Regions from separate parts of the Sus scrofa genome. Here region 1 is linked to region 2. The links are chromatin contacts, called in public HiChIP or PLAC-seq maps. All regions are on one chromosome and are shown on one strand. The core of a region is the stretch at or near the end of the contact, and the rest is flanking DNA. Distances in the headings are between cores, read along the strand shown. Region 1 holds the start of NARS2 (probable asparagine--tRNA ligase, mitochondrial). Region 2 holds the start of ALG8 (probable dolichyl pyrophosphate Glc1Man9GlcNAc2 alpha-1,3-glucosyltransferase).

What was found. HiChIP or PLAC-seq counts read pairs in DNA pulled down with a chosen protein or histone mark.
Region 1: a contact with region 2 is called in an H3K27ac HiChIP or PLAC-seq map of skeletal muscle, with 5 times the contacts expected there. The contact joins the promoter of NARS2 here to the promoter of ALG8 in region 2. A contact is called at or near these places in 2 of 2 datasets of contacts at active chromatin or transcription factors (alveolar macrophages and skeletal muscle).

Annotation. Positions count from the first base shown.
Region 1 is chr9:13,006,554-13,012,232 of Sscrofa11.1, reverse strand. It overlaps NARS2 (probable asparagine--tRNA ligase, mitochondrial), which reads left to right and starts at 1,336. Exons shown (of 14, transcript XR_002335551.1): 1 at 1,336-1,818; 2 at 5,092-5,201; 3 at 5,567-5,679.
Region 2 is chr9:12,529,061-12,534,952 of Sscrofa11.1, reverse strand. It overlaps ALG8 (probable dolichyl pyrophosphate Glc1Man9GlcNAc2 alpha-1,3-glucosyltransferase), which reads left to right and starts at 2,641. Exons shown (of 12, transcript XM_013979181.2): 1 at 2,641-2,792. The coding sequence starts at 2,643.

The sequences.
Region 1 (5,679 bases), core at 87-2,586, 480 kb before region 2:
TTTTTGGTCCCTTTGAAAGGTAGTCAAAGAGGAGATTTGAACCAGACTACGTTATTTCTATGTGTCTCAGACTGTCTTCTCAGATTTTGCAAACAATACCAAAGGCAAACATTTTTTAAGGCATATAGCTCACATAATTCTGACGGCATTTGGCAGCAAGTTTCCGTGTTTCTGCTCTCAAGGTTTGAGAAGTGTCCAAGAACTAGGGGGGTATTTTCTAGTCTGTCTTGAGAATAGTCTTACAATTCTTCCAGGCTGTCTGCCCTCCTGGAAACCTTTCCTGCCCATCTTCTGGCAGGAAATACTCTTTCTACATCCCAATCTGACAAAATTCTGATCTTCCTCCAAAACTCAGCTTAATTATCTCCTTTGCCACCTCTCCATTTGGCTCATACATGCATATTGGTACTTACTGGTTTATATCACAATTCTCTGTTTTCTTGCTAGTCTCCATCATGTCAAGACCATGAATTCCTTGATGGAAGGAACCATGGTTTTATTTCCCACCTTGAGACACTGATAGCATAATAGTTTAGTGCAAGGAGCCAGGATTTCCGAGTCTAAATCTTATAGAATGTATATCCTTGAGCAATTCATTTAACTTCATCGTGCCTAAGTTCACAAAAAAAGGGCATAATTGCAAAATGGCATAATAAGTAAGTAGTCCTTACTTCTATCTTTTAATTAGAAAACTAATTCATCCATGAGTTACAGGAAATAAAATTATTCGGGGGGATACATTTGAAAGGTGGCTTAATTCATGAACAAGCCATCATTTCCACGTCAAACAAATGCAGATAAATGTGTTGGAAAAAGGAGAGGGCGAGACTTGAAGATTCTGGCAGGCAATGCCCAACACTCCTCCACTGTCCCGCCTTCTCTGACTCGTCTGTCCAAGGTCTCTTCACTTACTCTTACCTGTCAAAGCGCTACCTTTTCCGGCGAGCTATCTTTGGCATACTGCGCTTGGGCTCTGCCAGGGAACTGATCCCCCATTTATTCAGCTGTTTGGATGTCTGGTACCACCCACCTGTAACTTTACCAGGGTCTGTGCTTTGTTTTTCTCTGTTCTCAGAATTCGCAAAGACTGATCCCCTCACGCTAATCTTCTCAACAATCAAGAGTCTCCTCTTGGCCGCCTTCTTTCTGCATCAGTCACTCGGATCTAGCCCCCAGTAGACTATCCGGTTCCTTCAACGCAAGGTTCTTGTGTCTTAGCTCCGCCCTATCTCAGCTCCCGACCCCTTCCCTTCCTCCGCCCCGCCTCCTCTTTAACTGGGGTCACGAGTACGCATGCTCCCTCTGAACCTCCCGGCAGCGTGATGACGTTGGCCTTGGCGTGGTGACGTAGGGGCGGGGGCCGCGCCTCTTTCTGCAGCTACTCAGGCGTGGGTTTAGAATCTGTGAGGGTCTGTGGGGTGTCCCGCGTGCCCAAGGCGCGCGGTTTGTTTTTGGCGTTTGCTGCTGAATGTGTTGTCTCCGTTCCGCCCTTTAGGGAAGCGGGAAGCAGCAGAGGTTCCGTGGGGACCGAGCTGGGACCCTTGAAGGGGAAGGGGTCTCGAGCGCCTAAGGGCTTGCTGCGGCCCGGAAGAGGGGCGAGGAGAGGGTCCCCGCGGGCTGCGTCCGAACGCTCCCTGCATCAGGGCAGGTCACGAGGAGGGCCTGGGCAGCCGCGCGATGTTCGGGGCCCGGTGTCTCCTCCGAGCCCTGCGCTCCTGTTCCTCCGTTCCCTGCCCAAGGCACAAACCTTCAACAAAACTGAGCGTGCGGGACGCTCTCGGTGCCCAGAACGTGAATGGGGAGCGCGTTAAGGTCCAGGTTAGTGTGTCGAAAGCGGGTAGGTTTGTCCTTTTCGTTGACCGATTTGGCACATCCGAGTTCAGGCTTCCCTGGTCCCGTCGGGTCGGACAGAATGACCGGCAGGGGAAAGTTAGAAAAGCTAAGCAATCGTGTGCGTGCGTCCACGTTTTTCTCCTTTTCTTGGCTTGGTAGTTTTCGGAAAACTGTTTAGATACTTGGAAAGTGCTGGAACTTGGCTTTCGTGATACCGCGGCATTATATGTAGACTTGTTAATCTTGCAGAAAAACGAACGAGCCCCTTTTCCTTTGTCCCTTATGTGTATTCACACTTAAGTAGCCCCTTGAGACCAGGAGCCTTTTCTTACCTGTCTTGGTATTCACACATGGCTGACAGAAAAATTTGTTCAACCAAACCAGACCTCTTAGGTCAACTTTTAACCACCTCAGTGCCTAAAATGAGGCTTTGCGTATAACTTTTGTTTAATAAATTAGGAGAAAGAGTGGAGTGTAGCAGTTCGAAGGAGATCTGGAGTCAAGCTGCCTAGGTTTAAATTTCTGCTGTTTAGTAGGTTGTCAGTTTGGGGCACGGCCCTTCATGTGCTCTGAACCTCACTTTCCTCTTATGAGAATGGAAATGATCATAGTCCCTGTCTCACAGAGTCCGAAAAGTTAGTTAGAAAAATTTGGGACAGTGTCCCACAGTCGGTAAAGACGAGCTGCTCTCATTTCTTTGTTAATACTATAATTTGCAGCAGCTCCACACAGAAGGACCAGACCAAACAAGGTGGTTTGGTTTATTAGGTTGCTGAATCACACTGATGCAATTACTTTTGTCGTCCTCATCTATCTTTGATTTGTAGCAGTATGACCAGTTTCCCCCCTTGCATTTTTGGGGGTTCTTTCTGAGATCCAAATCAAAATATTTTCTGGCATTAATCTATTCAGCATACACTAATGATGCCTTCTGTATGCTAGCCTAGAAAGGATTCAGAGATGAGAACAGAGCCTACTCCGTTAAAGGATTTCTTTTTAGTGCCCTACTCTCTAATTTAGAAGCTACTGGCACTTAGGGCCCTGAGCACTTGAAATGTGGCTAGACTGAATTGAGAGGTACTGTAATTGTAAAATACACACCAACTTTGAAGAACAAAAAAGAATGCACAGTGTCTCTGCTTTTTTATATTGATTATATGTTGATGTTTTGGACAAAATGGGTTGAACAAAATACATCATTAAAATGAACGTTACCCATTTCTTTTTACTTTTTAAAAAGTTTTATTATAGTTGTTTACAGTGTTGTAGCAATTTGTACTGTACAGCAAAGTCACTCAGTCATACATATAAATATATGTTCTTTTTTAAAATATTATTTTTCATCATGATCTATCCTGGGAGATTGGATACAGTTCCCTGTGCTATACTGTAGGACCTTATTGTCTATCCATTCTAAATATAATAGTTTGCATCTGTTAACCCTAAACTCCCAATCCATCCCACTCCTTCCCCTCTCCCAATTGGTCTTCGCACTTTTGATGTGACCACTTAAAAAAAATGTAAAATTACGTATGTGGTTCGCATTATATGTTTGTTAGACAGCCCTGGTCTAATGGCTTAGACAAGTTAATTACAAAAATGTGATGAGTATTAGTAGTATAAATAGCTTTGAGAAAACCAAGGGAAGTCCTTAACCGTGAGGAGGTCAAGGAAGATTTCTTTCAGGAGGTGACAAGTAGCTGAGTGTTGAAGGGTGTTTTCCTCAGAGGAACTGGGGACGGGATAGAAACAGCATTCCTGAAGAGCTTGTTGTTAACGTGAACCTTGAACTCAGAAGTGTATTTGAATTCCAGCCCTACTTCTAGGTAACCTTGAGTATTAAACAAGGAGGTTATCCTAACTTCTCTATGTTTCTTCATCTCTAAAAGGGTAATAATCATTAAATTTTTGTGAGGACTAGGTAGAAAAATACTTATAAAGAGCTTAGGACAGAAACATTGCAAACAGTGCTCCACAAATGTTAAACTTTTACTAACAAGTGAAAAGCAAGACAATGGTGCCTTGGAAATGAGTACTAATTGGGCCTGCTCCACATTACGAAGGGCCTGTATACACGACTGAGGCAATTTATGATGTAGTTCTTGTAGCCCTGGAGAAATCAAGGGCTTCCTAGTAGACTTGGGTTCAAGTTCAGGCTCTGCCTTTACCAACAGTGTGACCTCAGGCAAGTTATTTAACTTCTCTGAGCCTCCGTTCTTCACTTGTAAGGTAGAAATAATGATAATCCATAGAGCTGTTGTGAGGAGAGGAGACGGCGTATGAAGAAAGTAGTAAAACGCTTGTCACGGGGTACGTTCAGTACATGGCAGATATTCTTCCATGGAAAAATGCTTATGGATTATCTACTCTGTACCTGGCAGTAGCCTTCAAAGCAACTAAAAACCTGGTTCCTAAGCCCTCAAAGTATTACGGACATGCAGAGAAGTAAGAGAAGGGCTTTAATAGCAATGTCTAGGGGGTGGTGGGGATACAGAGAAAGTGAGGGTCAGTACAGCTGTTTTTTTAAGTATAGTTCATCTTGCTTTTCACAAGCATGTTTGATGGTTAATCGAACACCATCAGTTGTTGCACAGTTGCTCACAGGGTCTGCTAAAACACTCTCTTTTAATTTCTAGCGAGTTAAAATTTAAGTTGAATGTGGTCCGTGAGAGCTGTTGGTAGTGTTACTGTTCTACTCGAAGACCTCTCACTTGTACGCATACATATCTGTCATTTAGATTCAGAGTGTCTTTGAGAGTTTACGGGCTACGTAATGTGTTTGTAAGGAGAAGTTCCTTGAGAACTCTTGTATGATACTTTTGAAAAAAAAAAACCCCATTAAGATGTTTCTAGTCTATAACTACATAATCTACTTTTCAGGAATTATATAAAGACGGAGAAAGGAACCAAAATATGGGCCCTGTTTTGTGTAGTGGTGGAGGAGAGGGGCGGGGGTAGGAAGAAATCCTGGAATATTGGGGGGATTGGTTATGTGAATTAGGCTCATCAGCCTAACAAGATTTGGGGCATCTGTTCAGAATGATGATCTTTATCAACAAAACAGCAACAAAAAAGGTGGAATGCCAAAGCTGTAAGGACCGTATAAAATTATATATGCATTTTGGGGAGCTAAAAGCAATTGATTTAAGGCAAGATTATGAGGACTTCTATTCTTTTTTTCATGCTGTGTGTACGTGTAATGGAAATATAAAATGATTATGTGTTTTAAATTCACGTTGGGGAATAATTTCTTATCAGGGGTGGATTCGTTCAGTCCGATCCCAGAAGGAAGTCTTATTCCTACATGTAAACGATGGTTCATCCTTGGAAAGCCTGCAGGTTGTAGCAGATTCGAGCTTTGACAGTAGGTGAGTTGCTTTTTGTTTTATTTTGTTGACAGCCCTGAGATTTTTCTTTTTTATCTCTTCTGCTCCCTATTTGCCTCATCCAAGAGTTCGCGTTTGCCCCGTCAGCGACCTTTCTAAACGAATCTGCTCGTCATAGCTTTGAGGCTCAAGCCTAAATATTTGAATCAAGATCCTTTTCTCTGACATCTTCACTTGACAGTATCCCCCATCTATCCTTTGCTTCTCTCTTAACTGTGTGCAGTTCTTAACCCAATTAAAGGTAAAAACATCCATCATTAAATATTTTAACGATCTGATAGCCAGATTTGTGTTAATGTGAGTGTTACATGTAATGTCTTGTTTATGCTGGTTTTTCATTCCTATAGAGAACTGGCTTTTGGGAGTTCTGTGGAGGTTCAAGGGCAGCTAGTAAAAAGTCCATCCAAAGGACAAAATGTGGAACTGAAGGCAGAAAAAATTGAAGTTGTTGGAAATTGTG
Region 2 (5,892 bases), core at 1,392-3,891:
GCAATGCTGGGTACCTGATTAGCAGGGCTGCTGGCTTGGATAGAGGGCACACAGTTGTTACATTATTACAAGAAGGGTGGCATAGTGATGAGCACAGCTGGAAAGGCTTGTAGCTGCCTTCTTAGCCAAGGGGGGTTGTTCTTTAGTTAAAACTCCATTTCAAAATCACTGAATAAAGCCAATCAGATCTTTTAAGATTCACCCAGTTAAATTTTTTTTTTTAACCAGGAAGAAGGAAGAACATCTCAAATAGAGGGAAAGAATATGTAAAGGTGCAGTGACAGGAGGTAACATGGCATGTAGCTGAAGCTGAAAGCGAGTCAAGCTAAAGTGAAGAATACGGGGGGTATGAAGAGTAGATGAACGGAGAGGATCAATGAAGTCAAACTGACAGGACTTGGCAATAGCCATTAGAAACAGTTTAGGAGGCAGAAGCAGACGATCTGACCAACACTGGCTCAAACACATAAAGACGGTGTATGTGTGTTTCCCCAAATAACAAGAAATTCCCAAAGATATAAGAATTCTGAGAGTTCCCGTCAGAAATGAGTCCAACTAGGAACCACGAGGTTGCGGGTTCAATCCCTGGCCTCGCTCAGTGGGTTAAGGATCTGGCGTTTCTGTGAGTGCGCTGTTCGTCACAGACATGGTTCAGATCCTGCGTTGCTGTGGCTGTGGTATAGGCCAGCAGCTGTAGCCCAGATTCGACCCCTAGCCTGGGAACCTCCACCTGCCGCAGGTGTGGCCCTAAAAAGCAAAAAAAAAAAAAAAAAAAAAAAAAAAAAAGAAAGAAAGAATTCTGGGAGTAGGAGGGATTTGTTCAGCAGCTCAGTGATGTCAAGGCTAGCATGATGTGCCTTTTCCTCACAGCCGAGTCCAGCTCCATGCCTCATGACCAAGTCCAAGGCAGGAAGAATGAAAAAAGGGGCCACTGTCTCTTTCATCAGGAAAGGAAAGCCTTTCCCAGAAACCCTCCCCTCAGCAGACTCCTGCTTTAAGTCCTACTAGACAGAACTGTGTCATTAAGGCATACCTAGCTGCCAGTTAAGATCAACTATTTAACTTTTCTAGACTCTTTAGAGGAAACAGAAAAGGGAGAAGGGGATTGGGAGTGAGTATTGAGTTAGTAAATTCACAGTGAGTTTTCAAGTATGGGCCAGAGGAGCTGAACAGCTTAAATGGTCGGTGCTATTTCCTGAATGGATACTACTGAAAGTTCATAAATTCAGTTTTGGACATTCTGAGTTTGAGGTGTGTGGTACACTGAACAACAGCCTCCAAAGGTATTTGTGTCCTAAACCCTGGAACCTGTGAATATTACCTTCTATGGCAAAAAGGACTTTGCAGATGTGATTAAGTTAAATATTCGGAGATGGGGAGATTATCTTGGATTATCCAGGTGGGCTCTAGATGCACTCACAGGTCTCCTTATAAGAGGGAAGCAAGGGAGATTTGATTCTAGAAAAGTAACAGATGTGACAACAGAAGCAAGAGGTTATTTAGAGTGATGCCAGGAAAGGGCCAAAGAATGCAGTCCACTTCTAACAGCGGAAAAGGAAAAGAGATTCTCCCCTCAGAACCTCCAGAAGGAACCAACTGTTAGCCTGGTGAGATGATTTTAGACTTCTGCTCTCCAGAACTGTAAGAGAATACACTTGTGTTGTTTTAAACTTGTGCTTTTAGATTGTGGTAATTTGTTACAGCAGCCTAGGGAACTAATGCAAAGTGCCTTTAAAACATCTAAGAGAGGGTGAGTGGGCAGCTAGATACAAGGGTCTGGAGGTGACAGGGCTTGGGCTCGAGATATAAATTTGAGTGTCACATTCACGTGGGTGACATCTGAAGTTGTAAGCAGGCCTAAACCCCCAAGAGGAGAGGGACAGTGTCTCCCACCTGCTGTTCATCGTTCAGCAAGGTTTTAACTTCTCTGAAGCATGTACTGAACATTTATTCGGTCCTGACATCGTATCAAGCAATTTACAAGCATCTTCATTTAATCCTCACAACCACTCTCTGAAGCAGACCCCAGTTCTATTTCCTACTTACAAAAAGGAAAACTAGGGGAATGCGAATTTTAAAAAGATCCCCAAGTGACCTGCACACGAAGTGTGAGAAGCGCTGCCTCCACAGTGGGTTCCCCCAGGCAGGTGGTGCAACAGAGCCTATCTCCGAGTTCTAGAAGCGCACAGTTTTCACCTCTATCTCTGCTCGCGCCACTCTCCACCTGGAGCTAATACTCCGGTTCAGGGGGCCATGCTAGGCGCCTCTAGTATTCTCAGGTACTTTTTACCTACTGTTACTCCGGGATTACAATTCTGACCCCTCCGTTAGTACCCGAAAGTCTCTAGAAAATACAGTTTTCTCCCACCGAGGTACCCCAACAACAAGCAAAAGCGACGCCCAGGGAAAACGCCAAGAAACTTTCCGAACCAAAAAAAAAGCGGCACGTGAAACTTAACTTGTCGCCGTAGAAACCGCGCAGACTCAGGGAAGACCTCTCCGGCGGGAAGGAGGCGGGGCGGTGAGAGGACCGAGGGCGGGAGGTTTAAACGCCTCAGCTCCCGCCTCCCGCGGGCGGAGCGGCTGAGCGGCTGGGCGCATGCGCGCGGCGCCAGGCTGCCGCCTCCCAGCGCTGTCCCCGCATGCGCGGCAGCAGGGGGCGTGTCAAGTTGATTGAAAGCGAATGGCGCCGTAGCAATGGCGGCGCTCAGAAGTGCGACTGGTGGTGGCAATTGGTTTTCGGCTTTGGCGCTCGGGGTGACACTGCTCAAGTGCCTTCTCATCCCCACCTAGTAAGGGACCCGCACGGCCAGGGGCTGGGCGGGGAGGCCCCGCGGTCGGTCAGGGCGGGAGAAAGGAGCGTGGATGCCCCTGGGTGAGGGGAGGAAAAGGAACTTGAAGTTGTGTAGTCGCTGCTCTGCCTTTGCTATGCTTCCCCCTCCGCCCTTTGATTATTATTTCACCAGAGCACTAGATCGTAGCCCTGGATGGCTGGAGTCAGGGCTGGCACTGTCTAATGTTTCCGGGTTCCAAGGTCCTCATCTTTAATATGCAGATGAACAACTCCGGCCTCCCGCTTTCATTCATCCAGTACCGTATTCATCAGCTACCTCCTCTGCTAGGCACTGTTCTGAGACTTGGAGAGACATTTGAGAAAGGCGTATCCGGTCCTTACCCTCGGTGTAGTTGGTGGGGACGTTAGACAAACAGGAGTTTCAGAACGAGATGAGGTCTGTGAAAGACGTAGAGTGACTACTGGGCAACGCTTTACTCGCCTCTTTTAGGAGGTGATGTTTGAGTTGAACTCCAAAGGATGAAACAGCATCAGCTATGAGAAGAGCAGTTCAGGTTGAGGAAAGAGTAAGCGTAAACGCCCTGTAATGGGAAGGAACTCAGAGCATTCTAGGAACAGAAAGTGACCATTGTGGGTGAACAGCAGTTAAGGGAGAAGAAGAGTTGCATAGGATGAGGTAGCCAGTGGCCAAGACACACAAGGTTAGACCGCTGTGTGACAGTGGATGCAGAACCAAGACTGAAGGCATGGAAACCCATTAGGAAACAACCACCAAGTGGTAATGTGTATGCAGTGGGGACTCGGTATTTATTAATGTTATTCATATTGTCTTCCGGAGTTCCCGGCTGCGGCTGAATCTGACTAGTATTCATGAGGATGTGGGTTCGATTTCTGGCCTCGCTCACTGGGTTGGGGATCCAGCGTTGCTGTGAGCTGTGGTGTAGGTTGCAGCCGGCTCAGATCCCACGTGACTGTGGTGTAGGCAGGCAGCTGCACCTCCGATTTGACCCCTAGTCTGGGAACTTCCATATGCCGCGGGTGCAGCCCTAAAAAGCAAAAAAACAACAACAAAAAACAAGCTTCCACCTTCTGTTTATCCTAATTCTTCTCCCTTGACTTTTCCCCTTATTCCTTTTCTCCCTTACCTATGGGTCTCCCAACTCCCCTTCCCAGTTTAAAGTTTAGTATCCTTTGGTTCAAGTTCTTGCTCATCTCTTGTTATGTATGTAAGCATGAACTGTTATGTATGTAAGCATGAATTGTGTATGTAGGTTCAGCAAAATGATTTATAGGGAGTTGGGAAAAGAAGGGATCGGTAAATTCAACTTTCTTAGAACTGAAAACAAGTAAGAAACATCTTTCCTTTTAAAAGCAAACTGGAAAAATCCTTCTAAAATGTAGAATATTCCTTTCACATCAGAATGAAAGGGATTTTTTTTTAAATTGTGCATATGTGATTTTCCTTGCTTTACTTTCGTCAGCCTAGAAATGTGTCTTCAGGGTTGAATACTGCTCTTGGTCCAGGATTAAGAATGTACATAATTTGAAGTTCCCTTGTGGCACAGTGGGTTAAGGATCTGATGTTGGTGCAGCTGTGGCACAGGTCGCGTCTGCGGCCCGGGGTTTACCCTGGCCCAGGAACTTCCACATGCTGCAGGTGTGGCCAAAAAATAAATAAATAAAAGAATATATAGAGTTATAGCTAATGCTTTGCTTCTCAAACAGGAAATAAGAGGGAGCTACAGGATAAAAGCAAAAATATTCACCAAAATGTTTACTAACTGCTTTATTATGAACCCGGTACAATGGCCAGGTGCTGGAGGAGAGAACAAAATAGCAACGATCCCTAACCCTTTAAGGGTATAGTTTAGTAAGGGAGCAAATCTACATAAATATGTAATTACATAACAATGCTTGTGTTAAGTGTCATGAAGGGGAAGAATGGGATCCTATAAGGGGACTGACAAGGGCGACTTAATTTAGATTGGGTATCTGGAAAGGTCTCAGACATATCGTTGGAGGCCTGAAGACACACCCAGTACATGTTTTTGGTGCAACATATTATGTATGCATTTCTATTGAGAATGTTGGGGAGGAAGAAATTTTCCTCCACCTCTCTATCCAGATTTTTCTGGCCGGTCTAAGAATTAAGTTGACATGAGACAGATTAACACGAGAAAAATCAAGCAAAAGTTTAATAACATGTATATGGGAGAGACCCAGGAAAACAGAGCAACTTACCAAGTAACTGACACCCTCACCATAAATAGCATCTTCTGCTAAAGACAGAAGAGAATGTTGAAGGTGGTAGTTTTGGGGACTTCAAAAGATAGGAAGACAATTCATATAAAGTTGGAAAAGCAAATGTTGGGTAAACAGATGTTTGCTGGGCCATGCAGAGATAGTGGGGCACAGAGTGGAGTCTGATCTCTAGGTTCTGATGAGTTTCCGCCGCCACACCCAGCCCATATTCTTTGCAGGTAACTCTGGTGATCGCTCCATTCCAGGACCAAGCCTTTTATATGAACATTTAGACAACTAAGAGGGAAGTAAAAAGAAAAACTTACTGAGTCTTCTGTTTCTTCAAAATAATCAGCTTAAGTCAATCCTTAAGCCAGGGGACACATTTTGGGTGGCCAGATTTTGCTCCCTTACAAGTATATACCTAAAAATTGAATTGCTAGTTATTAAGATCAGGTGTGAATGTGATTTTGAGAAATCTATCGGAAATTCAGGTGATTTAGTCAGCAAGAAGTTGAGGATGTCTCTCTAGAACTCAGGAAAGAGACCAAGGTTATATATTGTGATTTCAGAGTCGTTGTTACATGGTTGATAGTGGAAGGAATGAATGTGAATAAGGTTGTCCAGAGCAGAGTAAGCTGCATTAAAAAAAAAGAAGAAGAAAGACCAAGAACTGAATCTAAAGGAATATCAACATTTATTTGATGGATATTTATGGGAACCCATGAAAGAAGTATGATGGGGGTTGGCTAGGAAACTCACAACAGAGTTGTCACTGTGGGAATGTATGAAAGTGTAAATCAGGAACTCATTGTTGACTGGTGAGTGGTTAATTCAACAAGAATGTATTGAGCCCA